3 separate regions of the Mus musculus genome follow, and all the other regions are linked to region 1. A link is a contact called in public HiChIP or PLAC-seq data. All regions are on one chromosome and are shown on one strand. The core of a region is the stretch at or near the end of the contact, and the rest is flanking DNA. Distances in the headings are between cores, read along the strand shown.

Region 1 (3,024 bases), core at 190-2,689:
TTCATTACAAGGTTACAGGGATGACACCCCTAATGGGAATTTTTCAGTTCCTATTAGGACCACCTTCACATATGTGGTTTGTCTTCCATCAAAACATTAGTGTCTGGCAACTGACTACAGACTAGTTTGATCTGTAGTCGTCTAAGCCACTAACAGATAACATAAAATGAACAGTAGAGGCAAGCTGGCTGCTGCCCTAACTGCCCTAACTCCACAGGCACGTTCCTTCTCATTCGCGCCTGTTCTTGCACACAGTAGTTCATAAACTGACCAACCTTCTTCCCTCTTTTTCTTTTCTCCCACACACCCCTGCTTTAAAAGCAGTAAATCCATAGTCAAGAACCTGGAAATCTCAGGCAAACACCATCTTCACGGTCCCTCTCTGCTACCTGCCTTGCGCATCAAGTGAACTTCTGCAAGGGCCATTTCTGGACCTCCTTCCTGGTTCTAAAAGTCGGCTAAATGTTGTAGAGGAGAGAGAAGGCATCACTCTTTTCTTCCACCCCCATATAACGAGCTACAGAGAGCGCCTGACAATTTAGGTATTTAAGAAACTTTAAGTTGGTCTCCCATCGTGCAATTTGTTGCCTGAGACAGCTAGAGCCCAAACACCAGGTCACTGCTTCTCAATTACCGATGGACCAGCCTCGCAAGTGCACAACAAAGTAGCAGAATGGTGCGCAGGCAGGGACGACCTTGACACAGAAGCAACAGGCTTCTCCGCCCCAGAGAGAGGTGTCCCAGTTTTCAACAACTAAGTGCAAACTGATAATACAACCAGAGATCGCAAGGACGACTTCACCAGTCACAGGAGGGACCGACGCGCGGCAACAACGCCAATAGGTGCTCTCAATCAAGCATGGTCCCTGGCTTTCCCAGGGGCACTGAGAAGGGGGCTCAGACACAGGCTGGGGTCGCCTCCCGATCCGGTTCCCCTCGTCAAAAGAGGACGAAGGCGGGAAGCACGGCGGGCCCAGGCATCCCGCTCTCTGAGTACGTCAAAATTTGGGGCGGCAGCTGCACCCCACTAGCACGCTGAGTTCGGTGCGGACCACCGTTCCCGGTCCGAGTGCGCCGCAGAGCAGTGAGACTCTGGTGTGGCTTTCTGAGCGCGCGCCTGCATCGCAAGCATCGGCTCCGCTGTGTACCGGCCGCTGCACGAGGATGCGGATCCCTTCGGCCCGGCTCGGCCCTCCTCGGCCCAGCTCGGCCCCCCTCGGCTCCGCTCGGCTCGGCTCCCCTCCCCTCAGCCCTCTCCCACGCCCTACTCACCTGGGGAGTGGGAGGCTCGGCTCTCTGAACGCTGAGTTCAGGATGCGGGCTCCGGCAGCCCGGTGCAAAGCGAGCCGGGTAGGACACCCCAGCGCGCGTCCCTCGGCCGCTCTTTGTGTCTGCCGGCCGCGCTCCCCTGGGCTCCCAAGGCCTCTGGGCGCCGCCCCCTCGTTCTCGCGGGGCCTCCCCAGGGAAGGGGCGGGGCTCCTTGGGGGCGGGGCTTGGACGGGCGGGGCGAGGAGGCAGGCGGAGCTGGGCCAGGGGCCTAGCTGGTATGGAAGAGGAGGATGCAGGATGACTTCAAGGCTCTGGGAGACAGGGTGTTAAAAACAAACAAACAAACAAAAAACTAACAACAACTAAACTAAAAAATAAGAGACTCAAGTACTTTCAAGTGGAAGAATTCCACAGAGTGGTAGGCAGCCAGGAACCAGTAAAAAGCCCATACTGTACTCTGATGAACCATATACTTGGGCTGTATCCCTTTTCATGTGTCATAACTTGCCCCAACCAGTGATGGACATGACATGCCTACACCCTGTGGCAGAGGTGTAGCTGTGGGGCATATAACCAGGGCCCTGCTTCCCTCTAGATTATAACCTGAGGTTCCCAAAGTGTGGTATGCCATAGTCGCCACTGTGCAGAGTGTATTTTATCAGGACCAGGGAGATGGCTCAGTTTGTAAAAGCACTTGCCTTGCTAGCCTGATGACCTAAATTCAATCCCAGAACACATGTAAAGGTGATAGGAGGTGCTGGAGAAATGGCTCAGCAGTGAAGAACACTGGCTGTTCTTCCTGAGGACCCATGTTCAATTCTGAGCACCCACAGGGCAGCTCACAATTATCTGTAACTCTAGTTCCAAGGGATCCAGTGTTGACTTCTCCTCAGACACCAAGAGTGCATGTGTTGCATAGATATACATAGAGGCAAAGCACCCATACATATAATTAAAAAAAAAAAACCTTAGAAAAATCAACTCCACAGAGCTTTCCTCTGACTACACACACACACACACACACACACACACACACACACACACACACTGAGACACATGCCGTTCTGAACACAGACATATAAGCATCATGCACACACACATTCACACAATAAGTTTTAGAAATATTTTTAAAGACTATATATTCTCTAAATCTCCTTATACTCTGGGTTTTCCATGTACTGTTAGAGAATGAACTTAGAGTTAGATGATGAGATTCACAGGGCCATTCACTGGATGTTGGACTTTGTGCCACCCAGTTACACAATCTGGGAGATCTTCACTTTGTTCATCTGTGAAATGGAGATGTGAAAGACACTTTTTGCAGGGACATGAACTAATTGATCCAGCCAAACCAGCAACCCAAATTAGCCATCACAGCAGTGGCTCCTAGCCAGAGAGGAGCGGGGCGGGGCATGTTACTCCATCCCCCCCCCCCCCCCGACCTATAGCAAATAGCTGAGGTAAGAATAAAGAAGGGGGAATAGGGTTTCTATGGACTTGGAGTTTTAGAGATTTCAACCCAGGGTCAATTTATCTTTGTTGCTTCTGAGCTTGTGGCAAGTCACCACATCAGAGCTGGAATGAGAGTCAGAGACAGAGAGAGAGACAGGGGCTGCCAGATTCCCTTTAGGGACACCTCCTCAATGACTAGAAGACCTGATTATAGATTCCAGTCCACACCTCCCAACAGCATCACATTCTGGTGGGTCTTCTTTTTGTGAACGTTTCATTTGTTTGACTTTTAAAGGTTACACA
Region 2 (3,024 bases), core at 185-2,684, 730 kb after region 1:
GTAAAGCTAGCTGTCTTCTATAGACAAAATCCTGAGGCTAGAAACATTCCTTAATGGCCACTGGGCTCACCCTAGTGCCTCTGGGCTAGAATGCAACCAACCAACCAACCAACCAACCAAAACTGCACACATAAACAGGTCATTCTCTCTTTATAATCTTCAGACTCCCACAACACAATGCCAATTTTTCTAACTCGTATCTATGGCCATCTCCATGGCCCTCCACTGACCTTATCTCACACGGCTACAGAGCTCTCATGGGGAGTAGCCGTGCCCTCAATAAGGAGACCAATCAATGCCTGTTTGTTCAAGTCAACAAACATGTTCTTGAGATCAAATATTACAAGCCCAGCTCTATAGCACTGGAGGCAAAAAAGCAAAGAGAAAGTGGGCAGCATGACTCTTTAGCTGCTGAGTTGGTATTACCCAGTCAAGTGCGTGCTTTGTTCCTCTCATCACCCACAGAAGGAGGGTGGCAGGAGGCAGCTAGAGGACCAACACAAATACCTGCTGAGTCCAGCAAGCATTACTAATCTGCTGGCCACAGGCTGGAAAATAAAACTCTCTAGTAGATAAATTAACAGTTAATGGCCTCTCAATTTTTAACTAATTAATTAAAAAAAATTTTTTTTTGGCTTCTACCCTGAAAACGCATACCCATCAGCAGAGAATGGAGGCAAGGGCAGCCTGAGCCCAGAAAGTACTTCAGGAGAACGGACAGCAAGAATCAAACGCAGCATTCAAGTCTGAAATCCAAACACTGTCCCCTCGAAGAAGGGGTCCTAGAATATGGCTGAGTAGGTCAAAGTTCACTGCCACACCAGTGCTTGAATCCAGATGCTTGGAGTTGAGGGTGTAGCACGGAGTATTCTACGGCAGATGCTTTGGGTAAACTGGTGGATGAGGACCTTGAGGAAGCTACTAGCCTGTCTCAGTCAGATCCACACAACCCCGGCTGTGTCGGGGACGCCTTTACACGTCCGTTCCCGAGTTTACACGCACGCTGTGCCCGTTGTCGGCACCAGCACCAGGCGCGCTAAAGTGCGGCATCAGAAGCCTCGCTCGGGCCCTGGCTTTGGCACGGTCAGGGCAGGCCTTTGGGCCTCGGGCTGCAGACTCCCCTCCACCCGCGTACCTGGTCGCCCGTGCCCAAGGCATAGTAGCCGTTTGTCACCACTTCCCAGTGCAGGAAGCAGACGAGTGCGTCCTGCGGGCAGCTCATGGATGGAGCGGCCGACGCGAAGAGAACCTCGAGACCCGCCATGGATGTTTGCGGCTTCTGTGGGAAAGGAAGAAAAGGAGGGGACTATGCAGAAAGCCGCTCCGCCTAAGAGAAGCGGGACCGCGAGCGGCAGCGACGCCTTTTGATGCCGCCTTCGCTTTCGGCTCTGTCCGCACCTGCGCGGAAAAGTGGAAACGCGGAAACGCAGAGACGCGCACCGGAAATACTTGTTGACTTTGTGCGTGCTCCGGGCTGGAAACACCTGCACCGAACTAGAAGGTTCCACTAAGAAGCGCGCAGGCTAGGGCTTATCTTCTCAAAGCCTTTTTGCCTGCAGCAGGCGACTGCTGAGTGCCAGGCTGTTCGTTCCTGGGGAGAGACTGCCTTCTACCAACTACAGTAGACTTCTCATCTGCGAAGTGGAGTGTGTACTAGGCCGGGGGAAAATTTAGGCAATCTGTCTTAGATGTTTTCATCGTAATTTATTAGCATGCCTGCAGTACTTCTTGCCTGATAGCACTTTATTCTACATGCTAAACTTTAATGCATTTATCAAAATTTCCAGATCCAGTATTATACAGTTGGTATTGATGACAGTACTCTGCCACTACATAGATTTGGAAATCGTGTCACAATCAGCCAGTGAGCAATAGAGGTGCCCCTGGGAACTGGTAATTTGGTCTCTAGGATAGCATTTATATGTATGTTGATTGCATGCTAAATCCTGTGCCAAAACCTTTACATCCCCTCTCAACAAATTCATGGGGTATATTTTATTACCCATCCTCACTTTGCGAGTGATATAAAGAGCAGAAAGAGTGAAATGACTTCACCCAAGTAAACACAGCTTTTGACCACATCTAGAGCCCAGAGATAACTGACAAATGCTAGCCACTTGTGCCCCAATCTCCATCAAGATTTTTTTAACCACCTGTTGTTTCTCCATGTTTCTTGAAGTCCAATACTTTTTTGTAGACAAATAAATTTTGCCATGTTGGTTGGTACCATGACCCAAACCATTGTCATTTTTTTTTTCTTGGTTGCCTGGCATCAGCCTTGTATGCTACACTGGTTTCACCCTACAACCAGAGAGATTCTGTTAAAACACAGGGAAGACCATGTTCCTTAGGCCCAAGCCACACCTCAAAGGCGAAGTTCACTCTAGGTCTGTCACCCTCTCACTCCACAGGCCCTGTGCCTTTCTGATATCACCTCCAAGTGTCCTTTCATTCTCTGATCTCCTTGGCTCCAGTGACCTTGACTTCTCTCAGCTCTCATGCCTAGGTTAACATGCCACAGGTCTTGCCCTGATGGAACTTTGTAGTGTTTCTTTTTAATAGACAAAAAGCAATCCAGTATGAAATCTGTCATTTGGGGGTGCTGAGAGAGCTATACAAGGCCCACAGGAAGCCTATGTTCCAAGCAAGGATCAGGAAGGGTTTCTTGGATTAAGAAATGGCCAATTGCACAGAACTCTCATGGAAGAATAAAGAAGAAATGTTCCTGTAAAAGCATATAGCATACGTGAAGGCACCAAGGTGGGAAATGTAGCTACCCCCGTGTAACTGGAGACTCAACACTGCCCCTCTCATCTCTTCCTCATCTTTAACTACTCTCCACACCTGTCCTCAGCCTGGATGTCATGACCCCCAGGGGTTGCATAGCAGATTTCCCTCAAATTAGATATTTATATTGTGATTTATAACAGTAGCAAAATTACAGTTAGGGAGTAGCAATGAAGTGATTTTATGGTCGAGGGTCACTATAACATGAGGTACTGTATGAAAGGACCGCAGCATTAG
Region 3 (3,024 bases), core at 307-2,806, 560 kb after region 1:
CCAGGACAGCCAGGACTATACAGAGAAACCCTGTCTCGAAAAAACAAAAAAAACAAAAACAAAATTAAAAAAAAAAACATAATAGAGATATAGAGATGGATTTGGTGGTACACACCTTAAACCTAGCACTTGGGAGGCAAAGGCAGGCAGATCTCTAAGCCTTCAAAGCCAGCCTGGTCTAAGACAGCCAAGGCTACATACAGAGAGCCTGTCTTAAAAAAGAAAAAAAAAAGAGGGACAAAGGAAAAGAAAAAGAAAGTAAACTCTGTCCTATCAACACAGTTCCTTAATTTTCCTAGGAGATTTCCAATTAGATTTTTTTTTGGGGGGGGGGGTTGTTTTTTTTGTTTTTTTTTCTTCCAAGACAGGGTTTTCCTGTATAGCCCTGGCAGTCCTGGAACTCACTCTGTAGACCAGGCTGGCCTCGAACTCAGAAGTCCACCTGCCTCTGCCTCCCAAGTGCTGGGATTAAAGGCATGCACCACCACCCCCGGCTCCAATTAGATTTTTTAAAAAAAAAATCCAAAATACTTACTGCTTTCTTAGGAAAATCATAAGTAAGGCTGGAGGGATGGTTTGATGGGTAATGTGCTTGCTATGCATATATGAGGACCTCTCCACACCCACATGAAAGTCGTGAACAGCAGGTACATTTGCACTACAGGTGCTGAGGCGGATCCCAGGGGCTTGCTGAACAGCCAGGCTAGCTTAAATGGTGAGCACTAGGTTCAGTGAGAGACCCTGTCTTAAAACTAAGGTGGAGGAGAATAGAGGAAGACTGTCAATCTCTGACTTCTACATATACACACAGGCAAAGGCAGTGTGTGTGTGTCTGTGTGTGCCCACACACACACACTTTGCTACCATTATTGGAATCTACACAACTACAAAGTGAAAAGCTCACCAGGGCCTGGAGATGTCAGGCAGCATTTGCTTAGGAGTGTAAGGCTCGGTCCCTAGCATCTCAGAAAGAATGAAAGAGAGCCGGAAAGGGGGTGGGGCTCTCTAGACTTCCTGCAGTACACACTTTTCTGAAAACAAAACCAGAGGGTATGACCTCAATGGTGATTATTCGCTGTCTCAGTATTGTTATATTTCCCCTTGGCACCTTCCTGAAATGATTTAATAATTGTGTCATCGTCTATAGATTGGTGACTCCTTTAACCAGTGTCAGGCATCTGGGATTTCTAGATTGGTTTTACTAAAAGAAACACCATGATGGATCCAGAGACTGCACTGCAATTGATTTCTAAGAAATACACTAGGTTACAACCTGCGGCCATCTTTTAAGGCCCAGGACATCTCTCTCACTGTTCTCCAGTTAACTGCCTATTGGCAGGGTGAGGCCGCCACAGTCGTGCTGACTTCCTCATAGGGCCAAGTAGCCCTAGTTCGCACCCATCTCTACAGCATCTACGCATATCAGCTGTACGCTTTAGCCCCACCCACTCGTGGGTGACTGCTCTGTTTACCGAGCCACACAGGCTTACCTGGGCCCATCCTAGTCCACGGTGAGTCAGCTGAACAAGGGGCGGGCACCACCCTTCCCAGAGCAGGAACCCAACTGGGACACAGGCGACCAGCACATGCCAGGAGGCTGCAGTGGCTGGAGAAGAGGACAGCGTGCGGAGCCAGCAGGTAAGAACAGTCCGTATCGGCTGGGATAGAGGAGCTAAACAAGACCTGCTCACAACCAATTTCTTTCCCTCCCTTGTCCTGTCTTCTAGGACTTCCTAGGTAGGTAAATTCCTTTTAATTTGCTTCACTCTTAGAAGGAAATGGGAACAAAGCTTTCCTTTTTCTGCTCCCTGGCAGGGTTTGGAGGACGTATGATTTTCTGCACTGTTCTATCTTCTACACTTACCTCTAATCTACCCTACATCCATTGGCCAGAAGGCCCTGAAGGCTATGGCTCTCTGATGCTCAGACTTTCCTTGTGGCTCCCTCTCACTCAAGAAGGGTCAAAATTCTCACCAAGCCCCATGAGCCCTCCAGGGTCTGAGCCCCTCCCATCTTCTCTGGTTTCCTCCCTCAGGGTCCTCTGAACACTGGGGGCATGCTCACCCCAGGGTCTGTGCAGTGGGCCTGACCCCCCGGAATGTTCTTGCCCACCCAATTCTTTAAGCTTTTACACAAATGTCTCTCCCCTCCACAGCAAGGCTTCCCTAATCCTACTGCCACCCTCTGCTCTCCACCCCACTTCATTCTCCTCCCCAGTTCTTCCCACCACCTGACACAGCCCACAAAGTCTTGGGGCTTTTTAATCCAGCTCTTCACTACAAAGTCCCTACATCAAAGAGTGATGATTGTGTTCACTTCTTACTGTGGGCATCCAAAACAGTGCCTGGACTTAGGAGGTGGCCCTAGGTGGGATGAGCAGACAGTTATGGAGTTGCCTATTTGTGCTAGGCACTGTGCTAAATGTTCTCCATGTGTAACCCATTTAAATAGTCTTCTCATGCCTAGATAACTCTGCTTAAAGTAACTGTTATTTTACTATAGTTACAAAATAACTATATCGGACATGGTTACAAAATAACTATATCGGACATGGAGCCTAGTCCATTCTTTGCTCTCATAGTCAGAGGCAAGCAGTAGGTTGAGCCTCTCTAAAGCCTGGCTTCTGTTCTGCCTCCCCTGGACCTTCACTGGGAGAACAGAATTTCCTGAGTCCCGTTCCCTCTGGCACAGTATAGCCCTGGAAGGAGGAGGTACATGCTTGTGGCTTAGCAACAGCCTCCTCCTTGCCGATTCACCAGATCCCTGGGCTAATTTGGCCTTACAGAAGCTATTACTCCATCACATTAACCCACGCTTCTGTTTTCTGAAGGATAGATGAGTTGTCCACAGGAACAAGTGGGAGTCCCAGAGTTCCAGCAGTTTGGAACAAAGTGTTCTTATTCTGTAAGTTCAAAGATGGGGGCTAATGGGCCCCTTTCCAGCCCTGCTGATTCCCCAGGGCCTGACTGCTGATATACTGTGTTGTTATTGCTTACAATACGAAGATGTATAGAAAGCTCTGGG

What was found. HiChIP or PLAC-seq counts read pairs in DNA pulled down with a chosen protein or histone mark.
Region 2: a contact with region 1 is called in a FOXA1 HiChIP or PLAC-seq map of pancreatic cancer cells. The contact joins the promoter of Psmf1 here to the promoter of Ninl in region 1.
Region 3: a contact with region 1 is called in an HNF4G HiChIP or PLAC-seq map of pancreatic cancer cells. The contact joins the promoter of Sdcbp2 here to the promoter of Ninl in region 1. A contact is called at or near these places in 1 of 39 promoter capture datasets (cranial neural crest) and 1 of 115 datasets of contacts at active chromatin or transcription factors (pancreatic cancer cells).

The regions. Positions count from the first base shown.
Region 1 is chr2:151,007,959-151,010,982 of GRCm38.p6, forward strand. Ninl (ninein-like) reads right to left here and starts at 1,440. Exons shown (of 24, transcript NM_207204.2): 1 at 1,273-1,440.
Region 2 is chr2:151,739,876-151,742,899 of GRCm38.p6, forward strand. Psmf1 (proteasome (prosome, macropain) inhibitor subunit 1) reads right to left here and starts at 1,435. Exons shown (of 7, transcript NM_212446.2): 1 at 1,136-1,435. The coding sequence starts at 1,264.
Region 3 is chr2:151,571,067-151,574,090 of GRCm38.p6, forward strand. It overlaps Sdcbp2 (syndecan binding protein (syntenin) 2), which reads left to right and starts at 1,557. Exons shown (of 9, transcript NM_145535.2): 1 at 1,557-1,638. Gm39959 (a long non-coding RNA gene) reads right to left here and starts at 959. Exons shown (of 3, transcript XR_866853.2): 1 at 905-959.